Linked DNA regions of Mus musculus: region 1 is linked to region 2. The links are chromatin contacts, called in public promoter capture Hi-C maps. All regions are on one chromosome and are shown on one strand. Each heading gives the region's core, a stretch centred on a gene start, on an enhancer-like site or on the middle of the called end of the contact. The rest is flanking DNA. Distances are from core to core; before and after follow the strand shown.

Region 1 (3,850 bases), core at 944-3,443, 1.0 Mb after region 2:
CCTGATACATACATCCCTCAGCCTCCCCCATTCTTGTACCTTCCAGAGTTATTCTCCATCTTACAGATATGTCAGGCTTCCTAAGAGGAAGATCGGATCAAATTTGTCTTGCACACAAAGGCTTCTGAAAGCTTCCCATGGGTCTAGGGGGTGGGTGGAGGAGTGCAGAGCTCCCTTCCGTTCCTTTCCGCTCCTCACCGGTATCAGCGTCACCAGCAACATCTACTGCTCCACTCATATTGGACAGACTCTACTGCTATATGTGTCACCCCCCCACTCTTTCCATCTCCCTGGTCCCTTTAAGAGGAAGTAACAGAGGTGGTGTCACTTTGTCGGTAGAATCTGCGCCCTGCCCACGTTCCCACAGCGCTGCCTCACCTCTGTCTCTGCTTCGCCAGTAGCCTTTGCACACTGTAGCAGTCAGCTTCTCCAAGTTGCCCTCAGCTCCTACCTATCCCCTCTCACATCCAAGTCTCACCTTGTAGCATGGCTCCCTTTACCTAGAGTATTACCTTGTCTTCCACCTATGCCCTTTGCCCTTTCCCTTTCCTCCTCCTGAGTGGCTTTAGCTTAGGTGCCACAACTAATACAAGATGATCACCATACAAGCCACTGGTGGCTGCCCATCTAGCAGGTAAGAGCCTGTGGGGAGAACGAGCCAAGCCAAGCCAGTTCAAGCCTCCCACTCTAATTCACCATGGGCAGGACATCCACCCTACAGTCAGGCCACCACCAGGGACTTCTCCCTTAACCACTACTTTCATCCCGCCTCTTCCTGGCTCCAAAGCACCATCTCTATTCAACTCGTATAAGACTTGAGAAGCTAGTAAGTACCTGAACTGGGCTAGACCCTGTGGGAGGCATGGAGACGCCTTCACAGCTGCCTCCCTCAGCTTCTCGAGCAGATTGACATCCCTGCCGGCCGTCATGTATAGCAGCCAAGCCAAACCCAGGTTCTGAACTCCCTGAACACTCCAGAAAGATGCCAGTATGTCTGTAGGCATTGTCTTTACTATTTCATATGATTCCCATAGCACCCTGTGAGTGTTTCTACAGAAAGGAAAATAGAGGTTTGAGAAAATAAACCCACAGAATATACCACAACCAGATCCTGATGCCAACCGCGGTCTTGCCTACAGCCAACGTTCATTCTCCTAGCTTAGATCCCAGCAGCTTCTGTAACCCACTTAGCCTTTGTCCTCCTTGGTCTACAACAAGCAGAGACCCAGGTCGATCGGTCTTCCACCACCTCAGAAACTCAGCAAGCACAGACAAGACTCTGGAACATCCTCTGCTGCCTCCCACGTGGAGGGGCCATTTCTTCAAAAAGTTCTACATCAGAGAGTGTGGTCTGGGTGGTTGGAAATAGGGAAGAGGACAATGAGACGATGTAGCTGGCTTAGGGAGGCTTTTCAGCCAAGCTTGACATCCTGAGTTTGATTCTCAGGGTAGAAGTGACCCATGCAGGTTGTACTCTGACCTCCAAATGCTCATCATAGCATGTGTACCCACACACACACGCATACATACATAAGTTATATAATGAATAAACAAATGCATGTACATGTATGTGTGATTACATCTTGTAAAGGGAACGAAATCACTCTTAGGGTGTAACAAATACTATCCTCCAAAAATTCCACCATGTGGAAAGGAGAGAAGAGATGGAGTAGCTTAACTAGGGCTTAATACATGCGCCAGTCAAATAAACACAGAAGGGCTTTCCAGGTAGAGAGGACAGTAACAGCAAATGATCCAAAGCTTGGTGGTGAACAAGCTGCCCAGGGAAGGACTTGAGAAAACTGACAGAGATGGAGGAACATATCAGGGTAGCCACAGTTGGACCAAGCCTCACACGGCCTAGAATACTCAGTAAAAAACACTTTATGGCCCCTGGGCCGAGACGAACGTCATGTGTTACAAATTTAAGACAATGCGTTCCTACCTCTAATCCTGGGAAGTGCCCTATGAGCCCCTTTGGTACTGTGAAGAGGTGCTGAGCTTTCTTCAATCCCTCCATCTTATAGACTAACACATGAGAAATTAAAAAAAAAAAAAAAAGCTGGAATGGCAGATGAGAGTGAGAGTGTCTTCCTTAGCGGTTAGGCATTCCAAAGTTGGATCTCAGCCTTGTCTAGATTATGCTGTCCATACAAAGTCTTCCCCTCACTGCCTGCCCACATGCTGCCAGTGCCAGGAGCATCCAGGACCGAGCCCACAAGCCCCAAGCAGTATGCTCACATGTGGCACAGTTGGTACCACACAGCTTCCTCCCAACAAAGGAAGGAGACATCAAGGTGTTTCTGAGACCATTATGGCTGGCTTCATGTCCCCAGAAGCCCTGAAACTTCTCCTGAAAACAGACAGCCCCGAGAGGGAGTCTTTACACAAGCACCCATGTTTTCCTCCGTAAGCAATGGAGCCTGCACAGACATCTCTCCCCTCTCCTCTCACAGATGGATGCCTAGAAAACACAAGCCTGCTTCCAAAACTACAGATCGTGCCGAGGCCCACATCACCTGCTCACGGGCAGACTCTATAGTTGTTTGCCAGGGAAGGGGGTGGTATTCAGGACTGGCCATCCACCAGGCACAGAGAGATGCTGAATCCTGTCATATGGGGCTCAGATTTTAGATGACATGGTCGGTAGGAAGAGGATCTGTGGAAACCAGCTGAGAGTATACACAGCCCAGTCCAGCACAGCCCTGCTATCAGCACGCGGTGCCTCCTGTGATCAAGTGATTCTTCTCATCTGAAACTGTGTGTGTTCACAAAGCCCATTTTCCAGGATAGCACCTGGAATGGTGGGTTGCTGAGAACACAAAGACTGGGCACGAGGCTGGTTGGCTGGGACTGCACATCATCTGCACACGTCTGGCCACTCTGCTCACTCCTGGGCACATCCAGCCACCCAGGTATGATAGTCTTCAACCCCAATCCATCCCATCTGGCATAAGAGAAATGACAATTTGCCCTTTTCAGGATCCACCTGCGTCCCTAAGTCATGACTACTCAAGGGAAGGTTAGTGACGAATGGTGAAGCCAAAGACTGTCCAGCCTTGGCCGTCTTATCCAGTCTACGCTGTCTTGGCAGATGATGGGAATAGAAATTTCCACAGACAGGGCTTTGGAGACCTTCCATTGGCCATGGCACAGATAGCTCCAGCTACCTAAGCAGAAAAATATCCCTCCCCAATGAGGGACTATAGACACAGTGATTAGAACTAGTACCCCAAACCAGCCTCCATCTTCCCTTTGTAGCTTACCCCAGAGTACCCAAGTCAAGACGAAGGAAGGCCTGTGATGAGGAACAAAGGCTCCCAAAAGAAGAAGAACATTTATCCACTCAAGGTGTCAGTCAACACTGCAATAGAAATGATGGGAACTGGCTACTTTACGGCAGGGTGGTCAGGGGAGGTTAGCCACAGGAAAAGCCACTCTAAGCTGTGCATGAGCTGCAGAGAAAGCATCCCAGGGACTCAGAACTGGACTAGACGTTGATTTACACCTCTGGCTGCTGAACTTGCCCTTACTTCGCTCCTTCCCCTCGTGCTCGGTGGACTAGAGACACACAGGGAGTGATCACAGGGTCTTCCTTTTGGGATTACCGAGGCTCCCAACACACTGACACCAGATGATGCTATAGTAGATCTCATGATAGGGGGTATATAGTGGTTGTGACTATCACTATTTTCTCCCCAACTGGTGTGTCACCGATCACCTCTTCCTTCAGAATGATGTAATTGTTTCCTGATAACAAACTAAGCTTTAGATCTTTCCCTTGGTTGGCTGTTCACAAGCTGGAGCTCTTCCATCCCCTCTCCTATTCCCCAGAGACTGTGCTGACTAG
Region 2 (3,629 bases), core at 639-3,138:
CTGGAACTGAAATGTGTGGCTGACAAGTTTAAGTTATTACCTTCAAATAGTCTGTACTGCAGAACTGCCCAACCTTATTCCCTTCCTGCTCAAGCAAAATTTCCTCTCTCGGAGGATACGAGGTTTTAGCAGAACCTTAAGGCCAGATTACCTAGACCAAGATAAAGCCAGATAGTCACTGTGTAAAATGCTAAGCTACTTTTTAATATATGCAAATCATATGTGTGAATGTTAAAGCATTAGCTGCCTACTATTCAGGTTGTTGGTGTTTAAAGCTATCATTGAATCCAACCACATGGGCCTTGGGATAGACTTTTCCAGTGTGTGTGTGTGTGTGTGTGTGTGTGTGTGTGTGTGTATAAACAAAACAAAAATCAAACAAACAAACCCCCAAAGAACCGCAAAACTTTGTATTCCTGACCTGAGCTTTCCAGGCTGTGTAAAAGATCCATTTTTCCCCTCTCACGAGTATCTCATGCCATAAGTTTTGTCAGAAGTGGTGAGACAGCCTTTTGAATGCAATAAACGTGAATAAATTGCATGCAAATCAGGAGCCGTCTACAGATTTTTAAGAACGCTTTCAGTAATCGTCATGGAGACCAGTGAAAGAAACTGAGATAATTTTTAACGATGCCAAGGAAAGCCCTGTGTTTACTACAACACGAGCCTGCTGCCTGCTTAGCTGGACGCCCATGCTCTGACCTAGTATGGCAATTCTTAGGGTCCCTGTGCTTGATGCTCTGTTTACAAGAAACTGAGGCCAGACACTAAGGAAGAACAAAGAAAAATGCCTGGCACCAAAGAGGCGGGGGACGTTTTGTACATAACTGAAGATCCGTGGAGGAACTCTTTTCCAATTTTGAAAGGCACTACAAATCATCCTCTCCGCTTACGTGTTCAAGCATTTATTCTATGTTCTTAAACTATTTTCTACAAAGAAAATACCTTATAATTTACAAACAGCAATTTGTCCTCCCCCCTCTGCATCTGCAGACCATCAAGCGGGATAAAATTTCCCTAGGCTTTATCAGAGTGGGAGGAATGGAAATAATGTGAGCACAACACAGTTCCGATGCAACATCAACTCCAAGCCGGGCCAGCTGGTTTCCATCGAGCGGTCCCCAAGGAGAACGCCCCTCAAGCCTGCAGCCCGGCCGGCGCGACCGTGGGACCGGCTGAGGTGCTCGCAGCTCAGCCACTCGGTCGCCCGATACCTTTGTTTCAGGTGCCCCTGTGCCCAGAGTGGCTGGGATCCCGCCCGCAGCCCCGAACTGGTGACACATCCTTCTTTGGCCAAGTCGGGCCGAGGCCGGGCAGGGGGCGGGGAAGGAAAATAAAGCCTCAGCGCCTAACGACGTGACTCTCAGTTCTTCCAGAACCTTGGCATTTGCTGCCCTGCCAAGCTTTCCTGTTAACGAGTTCCCGGCCCGGGCGTCCCGCGAGGTGGGAGGCGCCGGCCATCCGGCCCCCTGGCCTCCTCCGCGGAGCTCCCGGGCCACCGTTCTCCACGGCCGCCAGCCCCGGGAGTCCTCTGGCGTGGCGTGCCTGCGCTCCACCAGGAGTCCCTTCACCGCGCGCGGCCCCTGCGGCCAGGCCAGACCCCGCCCCCGGCCCCGCCCGCCCCGGTCTCTGTGCGCCGCCCCTCGGCCTCGCCAGCCCGTGGAGGGCCGGGGGCTCCCAAGGAGAACCGGCCTAAGGCCCCGCGTCTGTGCGCCTACCTCAGTGCCCGCTGCTCCTCCTCCCGCGGCTGCCTCGGCTCGCAGGCGACGCGCACACGCCACCCCGGCTTCCCGCAGCGCGGGGTCTGGGCCGCTTACGCCGCGCGTGAGGAGCCGAGGCCTGAGCGCGCCCCGCCCAGCCGCCCAGCAGCTTAGCTGCCCGCCAGCGCCACAGCCCCGCCCACTAGCGCCACAGGCCCGCCCACCAGACACGCCCCCTCGGCCCCGGCCCCGCCCACCTGGCCGTGCTGGGTTCCTCCCACTCTCCTTCCTCCGAAAGGGGGCCCTGAGGGGCACTGCGAGAGCCGTCGCCTCGGCCGCCGCTGTGATTTACTTAGTGTAATGGAGAAGGCTATTCGCACTATTTGGGGACTGAATTTCATGTTAAGAGTATACACTTTATGATGGCCGTCATTATTTTTATTACCCTTCTTACTGTCCTCTTCGATAACTGTCCTGCTCTTCCGGGAGGCTATCCCATCTGACTACAGTCTACACTCTTACTGTGGCCCACACCAGCATGCTCCTATTCGCTCAACCCAAGTTGTGTGAATTTTGAACGAAGAGTTTATTTATTTATTTATTTTAAGCGAATTGTTAACAGAATAAAAATTGTTAAATAAACAAAGCTATGTAAAACAAATGCACAACTTAATGGAGTGTTCTGAAACATTTGCAATTTTGATTTCTTAAGCTTTGACCCTAGCTAAAATAATAAGCGAGGTTTGCTTTTACTAAAAGTGGGAAATAAATGGGCTGACTGGGCTAGGGATGTAACCCCGTTGGTATAGTAAACGAGGATAAAACCACATAAACTGGGAGAGGTAATGTATGTCTGCAAAGCTCTGCAGAGGTGGAGGAGGCTAGATAGAGAACAAGAAGTTCCAAGTGTTTGAACTTTGGTGACATTGCTGCTACTTTGAGGCCAACCTGGGCTACATGAGTACCACAGCTAAACAATAAAAATAATGCAGTTCAATTCTAAATTAAAAAGTCAATCAATCATTATGTAAGCACATAGGTAAAACAAGCAAGCCAGTCAGGGGAAGGAACAGTACGTGACATTTGGTCACGTAGAGGTGAAGAACCAGATGTAGATAAGACTTTAAAGAGCCAGGCATTAGGCAAACTGTGAGAACAGGCTCTGCGTACGTGTTTTATCTCTTCCTTTCTGTCAACATTTCTTAGCAAAACAACAGTTGCTTACAGAGTGCCTTATGTGTACATGTGAAATCATATGTGATGTGTACATACATTTAGGTATAGATGGTGCATACAAAATGTATACAATTTCACATTCTGTAGCTATGTGTAAGGTTGATTATAAGAAATATATTTTTATTTTTAAAAGAAAAATGTATATAAAATTGCCTCAAACAGGCTCTACATCCTGAGTCATTTCACCAAGTTAATCTTTTTAATAGCTAGAATGTGGTCTTCGTTGTCTTGAAAGAAGAAAAACCATCACACACCCAACTTTATACTTTCCTATTTTAAAAGTCCTTCACCATACCGCGTTGAATATCTTCTTTTGTGTCAGAACAATCCTGTGAAGAAGGAAGGGCAAGACACAAAGAAGTGACAAAGGTCACAGAACAGTTTTTGATGGTAAGGACAGGAAGTACACAGAGAATCACAGAACTTCAACACCTTACCCCCTGCCTTTACCTTTGGACTCCTGTGGGGCCTTTGCCCTCCATTTACTTACACAGTCCACTGGAATGAAAAGGACATAATCCCTCCTGGGTGTGGAGGAGCATGCCTGCAATTCTAGAAGATTAGAAGTTCAAGGCTGGCTACGGGTCATAACAAGTCAGCTAGCCTGGGCTGCATGAGAATCTGTCTCAATAAGTAGGAAGTAAATAAATAAAACCCCTGTTCCAGAAAAGGACACAATTTCATGCCTGGAAA

The links. Promoter capture Hi-C pulls out the DNA fragments that hold promoters and counts their contacts.
Region 1: a contact with region 2 is called in a promoter capture Hi-C map of hippocampal neurons, with 4 times the contacts expected there. The contact joins the enhancer-like site here to the promoter of Ppp2r3a in region 2. A contact is called at or near these places in 1 of 39 promoter capture datasets (hippocampal neurons), 4 of 115 datasets of contacts at active chromatin or transcription factors (astrocytes, embryonic hindbrain, embryonic stem cells and 1 more) and 1 of 9 other capture datasets (embryonic stem cells).

The regions. Positions count from the first base shown.
Region 1 is chr9:102,253,513-102,257,362 of GRCm38.p6, forward strand. The region is part of intron 1 of Ephb1 (Eph receptor B1); the gene reads right to left. Among named protein-coding and RNA genes, the nearest start is that of Gm31233, 45 kb to the left of the region's middle. Within about 2 kb of position 2,194, at least 4 of the 459 cell types and tissues checked have an H3K27ac peak or open chromatin away from gene starts, as enhancers often do. A contact at or near this core is called in hippocampal neurons, where this site is marked.
Region 2 is chr9:101,249,944-101,253,572 of GRCm38.p6, forward strand. It overlaps Ppp2r3a (protein phosphatase 2, regulatory subunit B'', alpha), which reads right to left and starts at 1,889. Exons shown (of 14, transcript NM_001161362.3): 1 at 1,719-1,889.